Regions from separate parts of the Mus musculus genome. Here region 1 is linked to region 2. Evidence: chromatin contacts called from public Hi-C data. All regions are on one chromosome and are shown on one strand. Each heading gives the region's core, a stretch centred on a gene start, on an enhancer-like site or on the middle of the called end of the contact. The rest is flanking DNA. Distances are from core to core; before and after follow the strand shown. Region 1 overlaps Tshz2 (teashirt zinc finger family member 2). Region 2 overlaps Tshz2 (teashirt zinc finger family member 2).

Region 1 (5,366 bases), core at 882-3,381, 170 kb after region 2:
TTGCCACCTTCCCAGAATCCCCCACACAGAGCCCCTGGGCTTCAAGTAGGAAATGCAAGGGACATGACTTTGCAGTAATTTAAAGCCTTACATAAGCATAAGCATTGATGAGACTCTGGCCGGCTCTTAAACTGCTTTGCTGGTTTAAAGAAAATAAAAAACCCCATTTGAAGAGATTTCCATTCCTGTCATACGGTTTCTGTCATGGTGATTCTGTCATGGGCTCTGGCTAATGAAGGCTGTGGCTAATTATGCTAACCAAGTCTGTCTAGAACATTCTTTCTTGTAGTTATCTCCTTCACTAGTGCACAGCGCAAGATGGAGGCATCATGGTCATGGGTCCTCTTATTTTATCCCCACCCCCAAGGAGAATCCTGAAATATTAGGATGCATTTCGTTGCGGGGGAGGGCAGACTTGTACAATTATCAGCATTCTTTGTAGTCAAGAGTCAGAAAGCCCAGCTTAACTTGGGCTAAGGATGCTTATATATTCTTTCTGAAGGGCCAACAGTGGACTTCTCTGAATTAACCTGGAAACAGGTCATCTGGAGGAAGGGCACGTGAATTTGCTAATGGGTGTGTGTGTGGAGAGCAACGTGATTCACTCACGAGACCTAAGGGAGGGCCGCGTGGTTGAAGCTGAAAAACATCTTTTCCATGTAAGGGAGGTGGGAGCTGTAGGTGGGTTCTCAGGAGCAGGTTTTGTAATGACCTTCAGGGGGGGGGGAGTTGACCCTGAGAGCCTGGGACATCTCCTCTGAGCTGAAAGTGAGGTGTGCGGATTTCGGTCTGTTCCTTTGGCAGAGGCTTTCAAGCTTCCTTGGTAAATGAATTTCAGGAACTGAGGAGCCCAGTGGGCAGACCTGATCCTCAGACAAAGGGGTCAGTCACTTCAGGGAGACCCACCCTCTGCCTTTACTGCTCTCTAGATAGAGGTTGAAAGCCATACTTTCACCACCAACTGGGGGCGAGTGGGTAAGTGCACGTGTGTGTACAGATGCACACGCATGTGTTTGTGTTCACACAGAGCCCAGGGATAAACCTCGGCTTTTATTTTTCAGGCATCCTTTATTTTATTATTTTATCATTTTATTTTATTTTATTTTATCTTACTTTATTTTATTTTATTTCATTTTTGAGACAGGCTCTCTCTGTGGCCTGGAGTTTGCCATTTGGCTGGGCTGTTTTACATTTATGATCTGAGCTATCTCTCTAGCTTGGGGCATCTTTGTTCTAAGCCACAACACTGGTGAAAGGAGCCTTTATCAGTCTTTGACTTGAGGGATGAGGAGGTGACATTGGACTCAGGATTTGCCTGCTCTTTCCTTCATTCTGGTTTTAATCGCAAAAGACTCTGCTTCATGGAAGTGGACCCGACTACATTCTACACCTTCCTGTCCTTGTGGTCCAAACTAATGGTGCTGAATTGAGGAGCTATAAGAATCTCCAGAAAGTGGAAAAAGTAGAGCACAGAGAAGCAGGCTTTGTGGTTTGAATGTGAAGTGTCGTCCACAGGCTCCGGTACCCCAACATTCAGCCCCCTATTGGTGATGTCATTGGGGGAGGCTGTGAAACCCCTCTCTGCCTCAGACAGCAGACACAATGTCACCAGCCAACCTCACACTGTTGCTACACGACTCTTCCACCATGGTGGACTGTGCCACTCTAAACAAACCATGATCAAAACAAACTCTTCCTCAAAGTCCTACTTTGATTCTCTCTGTCACTATGGCAAACATCACCACCAGAACCAACCTGGGGAGGAGGGGGCTTATTTCATCTTACAAGTTAGAGTCCATAACCAGGGGAAGTCAGGGCAGGAGCTCAGATAGGAACCTGGAGGCAGAAACTTATACAGAGGCCACGAAGGAGCTCATCTTACTGACTAGATTCCCATGGCTTGCTTTGCTACCTTTTTATACAGCCCACCTGCATAGGGACAGCAATGCCCAGAGTGGGCTTTGCCCTCCCATATCAATTAGTAAATAATAGAATACCTCACAAATGTGGCCACAGACCAATCTGGTGGAGGCAGTTTCTCAGTCGAGGTTTCTTCTTCCCAGCAGTATCAAGTTAACACGCGACACTAACCACGACCCTCTCTTAAGTTGTTTCTTGTGCTTAGTTGCAGTGACAAGAGTCAAAACAGACAGCATAGTATCCTATCTCTGACTCCTACGAGGCATGTGTTGTCCTGCCCTAAGCAAGCCCTTCCACTGTGGGCAGGGCTAACCCTCCACAGGTCTTCCCCACCATGATGGTCTAAACCATCCCTGGAACCACAAGCCAAAATCGACTCTCTGTCCTAGGTTTCTGTGACATATTTCTGTCACAGCCATGAGACGTGTAATGAGCCACAGCCTAGGTTCAGAGCATCAGGAAGGGAAGGAATGATATTTCCCACCAAAGACTCTATAGCCTTATCAACATCAGATCAAGAGCCCATTTCTGGGCATTTACCATGGCTAGAGAGGTTAGAATAGCTGCTCCTGGACTTCAATGTTCTGCTTGTCATGTGGACAGAGAAGGCTTAGTCCCCCGAGTCCTGTGGAGCGAGCCCCACTCCATAAGAAAATCCAAACCCGGGTGCCATGAATGAGAGCAAGAGCAGCAGGCACTGGGGAAAGAGAGACAGAGATGCCTCCTGCTCAGTCTCATTAATACCGAGGAAGCTAAAACTTGACTTCCATTCTGTTAGAAAGTTTCACCATGCCTTACAAATGAAAACTTTTAAATGAATTTTCAAATGGCTCCAAGCCTGCCCATCTTGGGCTTTAAGACTTTGGAGAACACTGGTGGGAAATTTTGTTATCGTTCTCTTAAATGCATGCAAATTTGTACCTTTTGGCTCCCTCTCTGAAGAAACATGACAATTTGGAGCCTGAATTAGTCCTGAAGAGAAGCTGGTCCCCGAATGCCTTCTGTGGCCGCACCTGGGCGCTTCAGCACAGCTAAGCAACACGGGCATTCAGCACCCGGCAAGGCTGAGCCAGGCTGACTGCACAGCCGTTAAACCCACGGCAGGAAAAGTGTTTAAACTTTAATTAATCAGTCAATAAGGAAAATTGAGCTCTGTAGCACCAGCGAAGCCTGCACCCCGCTCACTGCCCCACCCTGTTCCATGTACATACTCTACACACACACACATCCCACACACGGATAATTCAATGAAGATGCGTTTCCTATAGGAACAGCTTGTGTTTGGGATACCATTAAGAATTTAATCAACAAAATAATTGGACTTTTTCCTGGAATTTCATGCAAGTGAACACTGACAATCCAACCTCAGTGGTTGTGATGGCAAGTCTCATGTCAGACCGAAAGGGCACCTGAAAAATAAAAAGGCAAAAGATACCACCGTGTTACCCTGACTTCACAAGGCGGGTTGACCTCTGGCAGCATGTCCAGCCTGGCTTCAGAATAGCTTTCGTTTACCTTGCATGACAGGATGATTTAATTCAACAGATATTTCTGACTGCTTCTTAAAGGTAGAGCATCATACTGGATAGAACCTAGTACAGGCTAGGGAAGCCCTGTGTATGGCTAATCTGGGGTCTTAGCCTGTGCTTTCTTCAAGAAGACACAGTGAAGCATGATGATATAAAGTCAGACACAGCAAGTGGCGGTGGCAGTTGGCATTCTGCTGCTACGGCAGAGCACCTGGGATAATCAGATAAAAGGAAGAAACATTTGCCTTGGTGACTGATGGTTTCAGAGGTTTGAGCCCGCTGCCCCTTGGCCCTGTTGCCTTTGGGCCCACAGGGAAGTGGTAAGTCACATCGGGAGCATATGTTGTGGTAAAGCTGCTCACGTCGTGATGGCCAGGAAGCAAAGCCAGAGACAGGAAGAGGACACGGTACCAATATTCCCATCATTGGCATACCCGTGTGACTTAACTTTCTTCTAGTAAGCCCTACTTCTAAGATACCACCAGCTCCCAAAAGCACTAGAGGCCAGCAGTGAAGCCTTTAGCATGTGATATCTTTGAATAACAAGGACTTCGGGTGTGTGTGATAGGCTAGAAAATTCAATCCAGGCCAGAGAGAAATCAGAATGATCCATGCCTTGCAAGCATAGGTGTGACCCAGCCTACTCATCTCAAATAACGCTGCACCGATCTCCCGTCTCCCCCTCTTCTTCCTCCTCATCTCTCTTCCCCCTCCTCTTCTCCTTCATCTCCCTTACCCTCCTCCTCCCTTTTCTCTTCCTCTCTCTCCTCTTCTGTCGGGTGTTCAGTCTCTCACAGGGGCGAGGAGCCCCACGATATGTCACTCTCGGCTTTGTCACCTGAAGAAGACAGCTCAGATGCTCGAGACTGCTTCAATCATTGTCTACCCATCAATCTTGTCTCCACACCATCATTTGGGTGGCTCTGCTTTGAGCTTGCTCCAATTTGTCTGCATCTTCCTGGGACTGAGTGGTCAGAAAGCACAACTGGGTTCCCATTCGGGAAGCTGGCTTTGTCCACGAGACTCTCTGCAGGGCTGTGGCAGAGATCACAGCAGCAGTCAGTCAGGCTCCAGTTCCAAAGAAGCCATTTCTTGCTGGTCCAGAGCAGACCTGTTTGGTATTTTTAGCCTCTGATGGTCAGGCTGCGGTATTAGAAAGTATTCCAGAAAATCCCATAGCTGGCAATGTGCAGGTGTAATGGTAGATGAGTGTCCTCGTGTCCACCTTGTGCGACTGTTTCCTCCTTCAGGAGAGGCAGAATGGGGGAGGGACACCTGCCTGGACCACCTGCCTACACTGAGTGGCAGTCAGCCACCTGCAGCCTTTCGCGTGAGCACCCTCTGCTGGCTGGATGCACTGCTGGCTGGCACGCTGGGAGCCAAACCTATCTCTCACCCAAACCATTCTCTGACTCTAGCCAGGGGAGACATTGTTCCCATTTTAAAGACTAGGTTACTGAGGCTACATACGGCCACTGAGGGTTAGAGAATAGGAAGGGAGCAGCATTGCCCATAATAATACCCAAATGGACGCCCCCATCTGGCTTTAGAGTTCCCAGGTCCTGGGGCCTGAAAGTTTAATGGCAGGAAAACAAGACCAAGTGTGCAGAGCCAGGGTTGTATCAGGAGTGGGGACAGTGGTTGGCCCCCAACACTGCTTGGATGGGAAGCGGTGGCTTTCAGCTCTGCCATGCCACAGCACACTTCTCGGGCCACAGGCCCCCTGCTCACTTGTACAGGAAGCTCTGATTCATGTCCCTCAGGTAAGGCTCACAGAATCTTGTGGGATTAGTACTGTCTTCCTCCTTACCCCTGCAGGCCAACAGTGGTAGTAGCAGTTGCTGCCATTGCAGTAATAAACTTTAAAGTCTGAGGCTGAAGGAAGTTACAGTATAAATTCACACTGAAAAGGAGGCA
Region 2 (5,118 bases), core at 2,488-4,987:
GACGAGATGGAGATCTGATAGTGCTAAGTGTTCACATGTGACAAGCCACTCTAGGGACATATTACCTCATATGGTCAGAGCTGGTTGGGCTCAAGTGTCACCTGCCCGGGGAAGCACTCCTGGGTTTCTTTTCAACCCACCTCCCTGCAGTGGCTATGAGCCCTCTCTGCTGCGCCTCAGGAGCTCCATGTGTGGCTCAGGACAGATGATGCAGGGTGGTGATGTCTGTCATTCAGCTGTCTGCCCATGGAACTCTGGTCCCACAGGGGTTTATCCGTCTTAGCTATTTTACAAATTTGATTCTAGTGCTGGTCCTGCCAGCCCTGGGCCCGTGTAGATATTTTAAAAATAAAACCAGGGACCTTAGTTTGGTGAGATCTGCTGTAATATACTGAGAGATGCAAGTATTGTATGACTATCTGGCAATTATTGGTTCAGGAAGCTGAAAAACCTACATAGTTCAGACTTGAAGGAAGGTTGGCCCTGATCTCGTGAGCGAACAGAACTCCTTTCCAGGTGCTGAGGGTTGGAGACTCTGGCCTCCAAAGCCTACTTCACATTCCAAAAGAAAGAAGATGTGTCTCTTCTTTTGTGCATGTGTTTCCTGTTAATTATGCAAATTATTACACACACTCACACTCACACACACTCACACCACCTGATGTCATATGTCACGTTCCCAAGCACTTCTCAGTTGAAGTGTGCTGATTGACAGCTTGGATCCCCATTTCACTTCAGTGCTCAAGGAGATTGGTAGCCAAGGGATTCTTCAAGAATCCCAAGAAACATGGATGGGACTCTCCCGATTGGAAGTATTGCCCTTTAATGCCTGAGTCTTTGCAGAAGAGACTTCACCTATGACCTGTCAGCCATCTTTACAGCCGTGCACATAAAACAGTGGGCAGGGATCCCGAGTACCACTTCCCTCTCAGGCGGGCGGCCTTCTCCGTGCTTTAGCTCACATGCCAACCTGCTCTGCGGGGTTTCTCTCTGCACACCACAGAGAAAAGCCTAATCCAGCACGCCACCTTCATCAGGGTTCTCAGATCTGCACCAAGATCTGATGGTGTTTTACCTTGTTACAAATGTCTCCCTCGATTTTCCCTTCCAGGTATACTTCCAATTTAAAACTACGTTAGGATTATTTTTAGGTGCAAGTCATTAGTGCTGGGATGTGGTTTTCAAACAGATTTATTCTCTCTGTCACTGGTTTCGGTGTTTGAGTCGCTGTTTAAAGTGCTGGTTTATCTCTTTTCTCTTTCTCTCAGTGTTTCCCTATGAATGGAAGCACTGGGGGGGGGGGCGGGGGGGAGATGGAGGGAGGGGCCAACTCCACACCTGTTGAATTGTGGGCAAATCTGTGTCCTACTTTTTTCTCTGACTGGATGACATTGCAGGCGAAGTCACAAACCATAAGGAAGACCCGATGCTTGCAGGGAGCTACAGGCCTGGCTTGCTCAATTCATGGGGGCTGATGATAAAAAGGGAGTGCTGGTTGACCTGTTCCCGTTCATTTTTTTTTTACTTACATGTATTTATTGTTCTGTGACACATCATATGTATGGAGACCAGAGGATAACATTAAGGAAGTCGGTTCTCCTCTTTGTCCCAGTGGATCCTGGGCATTAAGCTCAGAGGTCATTGGTCTTGGCAGGAAATGTCTTACCAGCTGAGCCATCTCTTGGGCCTTGTCCCCGCCTAATTTTAAAAGAGACTTTTCTAGGCAGTTCTATCCAAATGTAGGTCTAGGTTGCTGTACAAGGCTTGATCTAAATACGGTGATATTGATGATCTCTATGCAAACAACCAGCCGGTACTCCTCCCATGTGTGTGCACTTCTCTGTGTGTGCATTTGTCTCTCCATGTGTGCCTGTGTGAATGTGCCTTTGTGTGTGTGTGTGCGCATTTCAGTATGTGTGCATTTCTCTCTCTCTCTCTCTCTCTCTCTCTCTCTCTCTCTCTCTCTCTCTCTGTGTGTGTGTGTGTGTGTGTGTGTGTGTGTGTGTGTGTGTGTATAAATACATGCATATACCTGTGCTGTGGAAGGCAAAGGCTAACATCTGGTGCCTTTCCTCAAAAGACAGCTAGCTTGGTTTTGTTCACTTTGTTTGTTTTGCTTTGGGACTCGAGGTTCATTGATTAGGGTAGCCTGGCTGGCCATCAAGCCCCTAGGAATGCCTCTGTCTCTGACTCCCCATTGGGGCTGCAGATGTGCACCGTCAAGCCAAACTTTTTCCTTGGATGCCAGGGACACAATGCAGGGCCTCAGGCTTGCAGGAGCACTTTACTGACAGAGCCATCTCCTCTGTCCCCATTTGCATTTATTCTCCCAGTGCAGTGACTAGGTCCCAGTGAGCACCTGCAAGACGCTGTCATCAGAGAAAGACACAGAGCTCAAAGTTGCCTGTGAGGAAGGAGACATAAGTGGCTCGGAAAAGCCTTAGCTATTAAACGTCCAGAGGCAGGCGGGACCTGTGGTACAGACTCCCGTAGAGTGAGCTTGTCACATAAAGATGGGGCTTTGCCTCCATGTGACTCTCCATTCCTCCTCTTAGCATTGACTTCAGAGTGGAGGAGCTGCACACCTCCTCACTCGGCTCTCTGAGGATTGCACGAAGGATGAAGCAGACCCACCAAGAGCTCAGGGCAGTTGCTTCCCCTTTATAAAAATATAGCATAGGCTAGCTACTGGCTTCTTCCTCACCATGGATCCTATTGTTATGATCAATACCATCATTGGTGTCTTTTAAAGTACTTCATACCCAGCATTTCTTTTTCCTGATTTTTTTTTATTTCATTCCACGTCTTTGAAGAAGAGGGACCTTCCTTTTTGTATTTCCATGAGACCCATGGAGACCTGTGTGGTTTGTCCACTGTGAGCTGGACCCGAGGCCCATCACCTTCTTTTCTGCCCATAAAGCTGAGAAGTCAGTAGTCTCCTGTAGCTACTGCTGGTCCCACAGAGAGGCCTCACCCTTGAGCTTAGGACCACATTCCAGCTTAGCCAAGCATCACTGGCTAGCGTCACTGGGTGCACCATTCCTGTAGAAACTACTATGGCTTAGGGGGTCCTAGTAGGACATACAGCTGCTATGGAAACTCTGTGAGCCACGTCTGAAGCTGCCTTGGTCTCGAGTTTGTAACGCATTTCTAGATGAAGAACTCTACTTAAAAAAAAAAAAAAAAAAAAAAAAAAAAAAAAAAAAAAAAAAAAAAAAAAAAACCGCCAGGCTCTCGGCTGTGGTTCCCAAGATAAGAGAAGTCCTCACCTGACTGGGTAAGCCCATAGGCTGTGGAAACAGAGACTCACGCTGCACCCTGGCACTCACCTGACCTGTGAGCCTTGCAGTCACTGACAAGAAGGTTAGCCCACTAGGCCTCCCTTCCTACGCTGTAAAGGGGCCCAGTCCAGCTTTGCCTGGTTTCTCATTACAATCCCCTTGCCAAGACGTCTGCCAGGGCTGAAATCAGCCTTAGCTGATCAATATCCCTCTCCATCTTACTTCCTGCTCCCCTCCACGCCCCCACCCCACCCCATGCTGGAAGGAGAGGGTAATTTAGGAAAATCCCTGAGAGGCTGGCCCTTCTCTGGGGGAAAAGATGGTAATAGTAATGTCTAAGCAGCAGGTACCCTTAGGACCCTGATATAAAACCAGATTCTCTGACCCAACCCTTGCGAGTCAAAGGCCCTGGAGGAGAGCCTGGCGTTCAGGTTTTAACCCAGCCACAGGCACTTCCTTTGGGCATCAGTTTGGAAACCCTGGTTTGAATGAAGCAGTACATTCTCTCTCACACAGGATCTGTCTGGTCCTGGCTATCTTTCTCCCGGTTTATTCAACACTGCCAGGTCTGCCTAGTTGGAACCTAATTTCTCCCTCTCGTAATGAGGAGAAATAGCCTTCCTTTTGGTAATTCCTCCTGTGATAAGCGTGCATCTCATATTCTGTTTTTCCAGATAAGGTGTGAAGTGGGGCTGGCTTTAACAACATCAGCAGGAAGTTGTCAGTTGCCAAGGCAACATGCTGGTGGGAGGAAGGAGAATTGTCCTACTTTTCACAGGGAAGGTTAAGCTCATTCTGTGCCCTCACAGACAATGGGGCAGGGTAGCAGAGAGGACCTTGCATCTGAGTGCTTGGTAACAGAGATGTGTCTGGCCGTTTCTCTCGCCTCTGAGTTTCTTTTGAAACCTTTCAGGTGAATAGCAGTGACAAGTTTCACTCTGAGGCTCTGTCAAGAATTTCAGGACCTCAATACAGTTACACATCACTTTTTTTTTCTTTCTAGAAGAATTTCTGAGATGGTATTCAACAACAGACGGAAATAAGATAAACACATGAAAGGAAGAGATTAGAGAAAAGAAAATCACGATGCCCATAAGGGGATCCTTCCATTGTCCCGAGTGTCAGCTACAAGACACAGCCACCACCGGGGACAAAATGAAACTCAGGAGTTCCTGGTGGCAAATGGGAAAAAAAAGAGGAACAGTGTGGGTCAAGGGTCCCCTCATCCTTTCCAGAGAGAGCAGACATCATCAGGAAAAGCAAACGATTTCCTAGAACTACAGTCTAAGAGCAACTGATGGTGGGGGACTCCACGTAAGGTACACAAGTATATTTAACACAGCGCCAGTGCTAGCCGCGGAATTTATCTGTCTTTTAGGGAAATAAATTTCAGAACTCAGCAGGTTGACAGTGTCTCTTCAAATTTACAGCATCAATGTGCGGTGAAGGAGGGGCTTCCCACATCTCGCTTTACTGGACCGTCTATCAACATTTGATCAAATTGGGCCAAAGTTTCAAAGTACCCTTAAATTATACCCAGAGAAAGTGCTAGGACACGCTGAATGCCTGTGCAGGCTTCAGAATCATGTCCTCGTGAGGTGGAAGCATCTTCGAAAAAATATATCATGCCCATTTCCCCTAACCTGGGTGCGTCTTTAGAATACTTAAAATTCAAATGTATCTGCCAGCCCAAGGTTGCCCATAATCCCAAGGTGGCCCATTTCACAGAGAGGCACCCAAGCTAGCAAGGCAGTCCTGTGCAGAATGCACTAAAGCAGGAGTTGCTGCAGGTGCCTCGAGAGTCAACAGGGTAAGTGAGCGCTTTCTCCACAGTCTG

What was found. Hi-C and Micro-C count contacts between places; a contact is called where the count stands out from the background.
Region 1: a contact with region 2 is called in a Hi-C map of the P5424 cell line, with 2.4 times the contacts expected there. The contact joins two enhancer-like sites. A contact is called at or near these places in 5 of 484 Hi-C or Micro-C datasets (DN3 thymocytes, the N1E-115 cell line, the P5424 cell line and 2 more) and 1 of 115 datasets of contacts at active chromatin or transcription factors (fibro-adipogenic progenitors).

Annotation. Positions count from the first base shown.
Region 1 is chr2:169,844,505-169,849,870 of GRCm38.p6, forward strand. The region is part of intron 1 of Tshz2 (teashirt zinc finger family member 2); the gene reads left to right. Among named protein-coding and RNA genes, the nearest start is that of AY702102, 120 kb to the right of the region's middle. Within about 2 kb of position 2,132, at least 4 of the 459 cell types and tissues checked have an H3K27ac peak or open chromatin away from gene starts, as enhancers often do. A contact at or near this core is called in the P5424 cell line, where this site is marked.
Region 2 is chr2:169,676,129-169,681,246 of GRCm38.p6, forward strand. All of the region lies in intron 1 of Tshz2 (teashirt zinc finger family member 2), which reads left to right. Among named protein-coding and RNA genes, the nearest start is that of Gm34344, 12 kb to the left of the region's middle. Within about 2 kb of position 3,738, at least 15 of the 459 cell types and tissues checked have an H3K27ac peak or open chromatin away from gene starts, as enhancers often do. A contact at or near this core is called in the P5424 cell line, where this site is marked.